2 separate regions of the Rattus norvegicus genome follow, and region 1 is linked to region 2. A link is a contact called in public Hi-C data. All regions are on one chromosome and are shown on one strand. The core of a region is the stretch at or near the end of the contact, and the rest is flanking DNA. Distances in the headings are between cores, read along the strand shown.

Evidence for each region. Hi-C and Micro-C count contacts between places; a contact is called where the count stands out from the background.
Region 1: a Hi-C map of mammary epithelial cells shows a contact between it and region 2, with 2.2 times the contacts expected there. The contact joins the enhancer-like site here to the promoter of Appl1 in region 2. A contact is called at or near these places in 7 of 12 Hi-C or Micro-C datasets (the A7r5 cell line, the Rat2 cell line, Schwann cells and 4 more) and 1 of 1 datasets of contacts at active chromatin or transcription factors (oligodendrocytes).

The regions. Positions count from the first base shown.
Region 1 is chr16:2,213,287-2,217,181 of GRCr8, forward strand. No RefSeq gene overlaps it. Among named protein-coding and RNA genes, the nearest start is that of Hesx1, 17 kb to the left of the region's middle. Within about 2 kb of position 1,990, at least 14 of the 93 cell types and tissues checked have an H3K27ac peak or open chromatin away from gene starts, as enhancers often do.
Region 2 is chr16:2,171,483-2,175,380 of GRCr8, forward strand. It overlaps Appl1 (adaptor protein, phosphotyrosine interacting with PH domain and leucine zipper 1), which reads right to left and starts at 1,914. Exons shown (of 22, transcript NM_001399084.1): 1 at 1,794-1,914. The coding sequence starts at 1,847.

The DNA.
Region 1 (3,895 bases), core at 740-3,239, 42 kb after region 2:
AGTTCCAGGGGATCTGACCCCCTCTCACAGACATGCATGCAGGCAAAACACCAATGCACATAAAATAAAAATAAATAAATAAAACAAAAACGAAAATGAAGTGTCACCCAAGCCTTACAACTTTCACTCAAAACATTTAGCTGGCAAAACTGTGGGGAAGCTGCACTCTCATACATGGATAGTGGCATACAAACTGCTAAACACGCATGAAGAGAAATCTAAAGACATTGAGCAAAATGGCACTTGTTCAGCTTTTGATTTGGCAGTACAACTTCTGGCAGATTTCTTCTAAAAACATATTTCTACTGAACAGAAATCTTATGCAGGGCTGGGTGTGGCCAAGTGCTTGTCTGGCATACATGAGGACCTAGTTTCAATTCCCAATACCCATGCACACAAAACTCCTTATGTATAAGAGTGTTCACTGGGGCATAACTTTTAAAAGCAATCTGATGTTCAAGCGCAGCATGATTGAGTGATTCTAGAACACCCCCATGGTAGGACATTACATAACTGACAGTGGGTGGTCTCCGGGGTGACCACTCGGTGTTTTTGTTTGTTTGTACTCACTCTATAGACCAGGCTGGCCTTGAACTCACAGAGATCTGCTTGACTCTGCCTCCTGAGTGTAAATGCATGTGCCACCACCACCCCAGCAGGGTGTATCCTGTTCTACAGAACAAAGAAGAGTGCAAAAGAGTGCATGTTTAAAGTGTGGGAAGGACAAGCAAGAAAGGAAGGCATAGATATATCTGGTTATGATTTAAAGATACACAAAAGCACAAAGCAGGAAATGAGACTGGTTGCCTTGAGGGAGTTGAGATTGATGTAGGGAACAGGAGCCTGGGGACAGGGGAGAGGAGAGAGGAGAGAGCTTTCCTGCACATACCAATGATACAAACTGTGACGACTCTCAGACTCTGTATCAGTGTTTCAAACTTAAAGGTGAGGATAAAAGAAAAAACATCTCTTTCCCCCCCACAAGATTTTATTTATTTTATTTATCTGAGTGCTCTATCTATGTATACACCTGCATGCCAGAAGAGGGCATCGGGTCCTTCATAGATGGTTGTGAGCCACCATGTGGTTGCTGGGAAGGAACTAAAGACCTCTGGAAGAACAGCCAATGCTCTGAAGCACTGAGCCATTTCTCCAGCCCTGGAAAAAAAAAGAAAAAGAAAAAGAAAAAGAAATAGAATTCATTTCTTAAGTGTAAATAAGACCAAAGACAATGAAGTTCAGATTAATTCAAATGCATTGTGTGGAAAAGCAGCACAGGGAACTTTAGGGTGCTGTTTTGCCTATAGAAACTCAGATTAAAGATAAAGAAGTAGGAACTGGAGCACTGACAGCAGTCAAGAGCACTGGGATGGAAAGATGGCTGCTCTTGCAGAGAATCCAGGTTCATTTCCCAGCACTCACATGGAGCCTTACAACTCTGGCTCCAGGGCATCCAACACTCTATTCTAGTCTCCATATAACACACATGCACACACACACACACACACACACACACACACACACACACACACACACACAAATGCTTTCAAACTCTTTTCAAGATTAAGAACTGTAAGTGCTGAGAACGTAGCCCTAGCGTCGGATCACTTACCTAAAATGTTGGTGGACCCTCGGTTTGATGCCCTACTCAATGTATATGCATACTAAACACTATGTCTAGTTAGTAAGCTCGATTTCCGAGTCGGCCATGCTCAAACTGTCCTGTGCATTACAGGTTTGCGCAGGTCGATGAGACATTGAGGAGACTGTGTGCTGGTTTCTCACGGGTGTGGCAGTACGGGAAAGGCAGGCTAGTGTGAACCATTGGACGGCTCGGACGGGATGAGAGCCGTGCTGTACTCTAGAACAGCACATGAGGGTGGCCGACAGTGGGCCCGTACTTGGACTAGCATTCGTAGAAGCCTCGTGCTCTGTGTCTTTGTGTCTGCCTGTCTACAGTCCAACCTTGGCACAGACTCTCACGTAAATCTTGCAGTGCTGTGGACAGAAGCCAGGGCCTTGCACATGCTAGGCAGAGTTCCACCGCTGAACTGCATTCCAAGCTGGGCCTTTCTCTTAAATTACAAAGAGGATCATCTGCCAAAAGGCACCTTCTATTTCAAGACTTGGAACAATAGCAAAGAAACCATCTAAGGCCAGTGGATGAGTCAGATGTTTCCCTGAGGCGGGGGAAGAAACAAGCTGAATCTTTGTGGTGCATTAGGAGATCCATAGGCTCACACTGGAAGGCTGCTTGGAAGGTCTAAGCTCTCTCTGGATCCGAGCTCAAGGGAGCACTGTTTTTGTTATCTTAGGCCTCCTTTGCTGGTGGACATCTCTAGCATGCCTGGCTCTAAGGGTGGACTAGTCTTTCTTTTTTTTTTTTTTTTCTTTTTCTTTTTTTCAGAGCTGGGGACCGAACCCAGGGCCTTGCACTTGCTAGGCAAGCGCTCTACCACTGAGCTAAATCCCCAACCCCTGGACTAGTCTTAATCCAGGGAGACGGGCCACCTTACCAGCAGCCTCTGGAACCACAGGAATTGGGGCAGGATTTTCAAAAGGAAGCAGAAAGAAGGAAGGCTGCGCGCGCACAGAGAAAGAACGAGACCCAGTGCTTGTCCTTGCTGCAGACTCCCTAAAGTCCTGATTTCTGGTTAAGCTTCCCAGGCGGGGATACATTTTCAAACAATATCGAATAAGCCTAGCCAAACAGACCACTTTGATCTGTGAGCAGCTCCTCTGGGGATGGCCAGCCCTTATACAACTGGCTAGACCTGAACACACTTTCTGGTGTCATGTACCCCCATGGACTATGTTACACAGGAACTGATACAAAAAGAGACTGTCACTTAAAAATCCCAAAGACCTTCAAAGTGGTCCCCTATGGGTCAGTCTGTCCTCAGTGGGCCTTCCCAGCACACGTTCTCAGGCAGTAAGTCGCTGAGACAAGTGTCTGAGTCTACTCGCTATAGAACTCTTTCTGGTTCAGTCTTCAAGCCTGTCCTTAAAAGAGGGGATAATTAATTCATATGCTGTGTGTTTAACTTAGTATTAATAGCTAATATCTCCCACCTAATTGTGACCATTGTCAGTCTGTGTACCAGAGGCTATCCACGGAGACCTCTGGCTAGCCCAGTGGGAGGGTTCAAGCGAAGGGGAAAACGCACAAACCAGGAGGGGGTATGGCCTCTGCTTCCACTGCTGCCGCCGCCATTGTTGCTGCTCTGGTGCCACTGCTCCTGCAGCTGCTGTTGCTGTGAGATGCTGCACTGGCTATGCTGGGCCGAGCTGAACTGGTGGAGGGCTGTCTAGCCTGAGGGGGGTGCTGGAGACTTCTGGTGGTAAAAGCTTCAGGACAGCATTCTCTTTGCAGGCAGTGTTACGGCTCTTGTGACAGATGCTCTCAGACGACAGATGGAGTAATTCTCACACACACCCTATTCCTGACATCAGGGCTCTGGATATGCAGTTTGGGGTCTTATATACAGTCCGCAGGTGCTTCCTATTGGCTTGGCCTGAGATGCTTCAGCTACATGGAGAGGGACTTGTGGGCGCTGCCCCTCCATGACTGACGGCCATAATTTTCCCTATGGGAGAGCTGTGGCTATGTGACTGAGGCCTGCCCAGCCAAACTGGTGAACTCCAGGTTTAGTGAACAACCCTGTCTCAAAAGTAAACTGGAAGGTGTTGTGACCCACTCCTATAATGAGAATCAGGAGTTCAAGATCTACCTCAGCTGTAAAACAAGTTCAAGGCCAGGTTAGAATACAGAGGCCCTATGGAGAACAATTGATGAAGACCCTCACGTAGACTTCTGGCTTCCACACACGCGTAAGTACACACACACACACGCACGCACGCAGGCACGCACGCACGCACGCACGCACGCACGCAT
Region 2 (3,898 bases), core at 664-3,163:
GAGATGCAAATACACACATACATGTGTAACACACATATACACAAAAATTAAGTAAATAAAAGCAAAATTGAGGATTTATCTTAGTAGTACAGCATTTGCCTAGCAAGTGCAAGGTCCTGGATCCAGTCTCCAGTATCAAACAAACCACTGTTTAAATTAAAAAACAGGGGCTGGGGTGATAAATCAGTGGTTAAAATATTGACTGTTCTTCTAGAGAACCAGGCTCAATTTTCAGCACTGATGGCTCACAACCATCAGTAACTCCAGTAAAAAGGGATTCAACGCCCTCTTCTGATCTCTGTTAAACACATGCAAATAGAACACCTACAAACCTAAAAACAAATTTTAAATTAAAAGACAACAATTACAACTGAAAGTAATTATGGCTCAAGCTTGCAGTAAGTACTCAGGGAGACAGAGGCAGGGAGAAGCTCATGTTTGAGGCTAGTCTGAGCTACACAGAATGAAGACTGATTCAAGCTGTAAACTACTTACACTGAAAATTCAGGGCTGTCTCTACATCAAAAGTCATAGATAGGGCACTGTGTAACCCATTCTCTTTATAGTCTTTATTGAGCTATAAAAAGTCAGCTGGGAAAAATTAGTTCAGACAGCGTACTGAGTCTTAATTCTTAAAAAGGAAAACGATAAAATTCTGACCAATACAACCACAAAATTGCAGCAGATCATCTGAAATAAATATATCTTAAGACTTTACACTGAGAAAATCACTAAGCACAATTTAAACTACGAGATAACCCAAAACGTGGCTTCTCTTTTTCACAGTCTGATAAGAATCCCTTCAAGCAACTGGCCTATAAAGATAGCCTTCAGAGAAAAGAATAAATCAATTCTACAATCTGAGCGCAATTTCAACTTGGAAATCAAAAGTGGCACAAAATCCACGGCAAAAGTGCCATCCAGGAAAACAAACGCTAGCCCTTTTCTTTTCCTTTTTCTTTTTGGTTGGAGGGGCGCATATTAAACTACAAATGCATATGAAGTATGTATTTCTCAGCAAGTAATATTTTAAAAAATCTACCAGCAACATTGTTTTATATCTCTCGCTATATATAAAGGTTGGCATAAGGATGAAGTTTACACAAGTTAGAGGCCCCAACACCCTTTAAAACACAATTGATCTCATTCAGTACAGAAAAAGAAATACAAATTGTCTTCAGCCAGAGCAAGCACACCAGCATCATCTCTAACACACAAAAACGGGGCTTTCATTTTGACGAATTTATTCGGGCCAAATCTGCTACCCAAAGCCTCAGCCTCCTCGAAGCAGCGTAGGCGCCTTCCGTCACCCGCGGTGCACAGCTCAAGTGACAGTCACCAGCCTGAGACTCGGGCACCGATACAAGACGGGAAGCAAGGAGCGCACTCCTGCGTCCACCCGGCGTTGCACACTCCTGCTCGCAGCCCCTTCCTAAGAAAACTAGCCACTGCGGTCCCCCGAATGCCGGGCCTCCTTTGAAAACGCCACGACCAGGACTTATCTCACATCCTATCATCGCGATAAAAACAGCACCTCCCGTGAAATGCAGAGGAGACTCGGCGCGGACTCAAGCGCCAGGCCCCACCAGAGACAGCGGCGGCCGCCGGGTCTCCGCCCCGCCCGTGGCCCAGCCGCGCGAGCACGCGCGGGCCTCTAGCCCGACCCGGGAATGTAGGGCGCGGCCCCGGCAGACAGCGACCCAGAACGGCGGCGTCCACCTGGGCCGCGGGCACCTGAGGCTCCAAGCCCGCGCTAGGCCGCGCGCTGTCCTCAGCCGCCGCCCGCGCCTCACCTGCGGACTGTCCTCCAGGGTCTCTTCAATGGGCAGCTTGTCGATCCCCGGCATCGTGGCGAAGGCTGGGCGGCGGCAGGACACTCGGCAGCCGCCCACAGCTCCGCGCACGGCCCCGCCTGTAGCAGCTGACCCGGTCCGCCCTCTCGCAGGCGCCGCCGCCCCAGCCCCGAGCTCAGCGGCCGCCGCGCGGGAAATCCCGCCCCCCTATGCCCAGCAGCCCCGCCTCCAGCGCACCATTGGATCGCTGCGACGCCGGTCACTGCTACGGGGCTGGCCGGGAATTCCTCCCCGACCGCGGGCTCTCCACTGACCAGTGGTCGCGCGGACCGTGCTGTGTGCGAGCGTCTACCTCCATCGTCGGGCGCGCGTATTTGAGCACGTAGTCTGAATCACGCCGGCGCACCGCTAACCTGAGCCTGGACTGACTACGGCTCGAGGGGACCTGCACCGTATTTCATCAGCAGCCATAGAAAAACCCCAACGCCTGGCGCCATAACCTTCCCAAACCTGCTCGAAGTTTTCAGTCTTAACTCCTGTCAAGTGGTGCTTACATACAAATCTGTGAAATCAGCAATTGTGTCATTAACAGGCTTTACCTTAATTTGTAGTAGTAGTAAACCGTTTTGTTTTTTTTTCCTGGACACCCGGCTATCAGCATCAGTTTAAAACCCTTGATTTTGTTGACAGTTCATTAGTTCTTACCTGGCCTTGAAGTTTGACAGTGCTGAAAATACGATCACCCTATTTCTTGTAGATCACAAAGGAAAACTTTTTTCTAAATGAAAATTTAAAAGATACAGTTACTGGAGGACTTACCTCCATTGTTAAACGCTTCTCTCACAAACCGACTGGCATTTCTGTTTCACCAAAAAGTTATGGAAGAGACTCAAATAGCTTCTATGGTTTCCTTGACTGTAGAGTGAAATTCACACACAGTTGGAGATTTGGCCTGTTTTGTTTTGTTGTGTTTTATGGATTCAGCCTTGATGGACCCTTTTCTCCTGCTTCACACTTTTTTTTTTTTTATTTTTCTGTAGTGTTTATCGATACACAGGGGGAAAATGACAAAAATCACTAACATTCCCCCCTCCAAAAAAAATCTCCCCATTAATTCACCAGTCCGTTCCACTATCATTCAAAAAGTATGATATGCTGAGAGAGGGGTATTAGCCTCCTGGCTCTCCAGCTGCTCTGAACCAAATCCAGACCCTGGAGCAAATCCAAATATGGTAATAAAGATGAGGCTGCATGTTTGAGATTAAAGTTACCCGATTTTCCCCCATGATCTCTTGAAAGATTAAAAACTATGTTTCAGGAGTGTTATGATAGACTTCAATTATATAGTTCCACAGAACTATCTTCAGTGATATGATCCTTTTATGAGAACTTGCCCCTTAAATTCTCTATCAAACAGGCACCCTCCTGAAGAGATCCTTAGTTTTGAGGAAAGATAGTTTAGAGCCAATTCTTCCATTGTATGGGTATTTTATTCTTGATATTTCTTTCTTACTTAGCTACCATGAGCACAATGCACCTGGCTGTAAAGAGACAAAACTTTCAAGTAAGGTGTGTTGACACATGTCCATGTTCCCAGTATTCTCTGCATTCAGGAGACAGAGAGTCAAGGATCCTTGCAAGGTGAAAGCCTGGTCTAGAAGACCAGCCAGGACTACACAGTGAGACCTGGACTACATCGAGACCCCATGCCAGAGAAAGATGAAAGGGGTTGGGGATGGGGGGAAAAGAGAAAGAAAGCTTTCAAGATGCGTGACCTTCTTGACTAACCTGTGATTTGTAAACGGAAAGAAAAAGGAGCACGAAGATAACGGATAATAATTAGGAATGATAATTATCAAAGAACAAGAAACACACTGGTGGTGGTATAATGAGGAGGTCAAACCAAAAGGGAGGAGGAGGAGGAAGAGAGAGAGAGAGAGAGAGAGAGAGAGAGGGAGAGAGAGAGAGAGAGAGAGAGAGAGGAGGGAAGAGAGAGCATCTGAATTATCTGGATGTGATAATATCTAAATAATTTTTTTTGTTGTTAGCCTTTCTGAGCTGTTCTACAGAGTGGTCTCAAGATGCTTTTATCCTAAAAGGGCGAG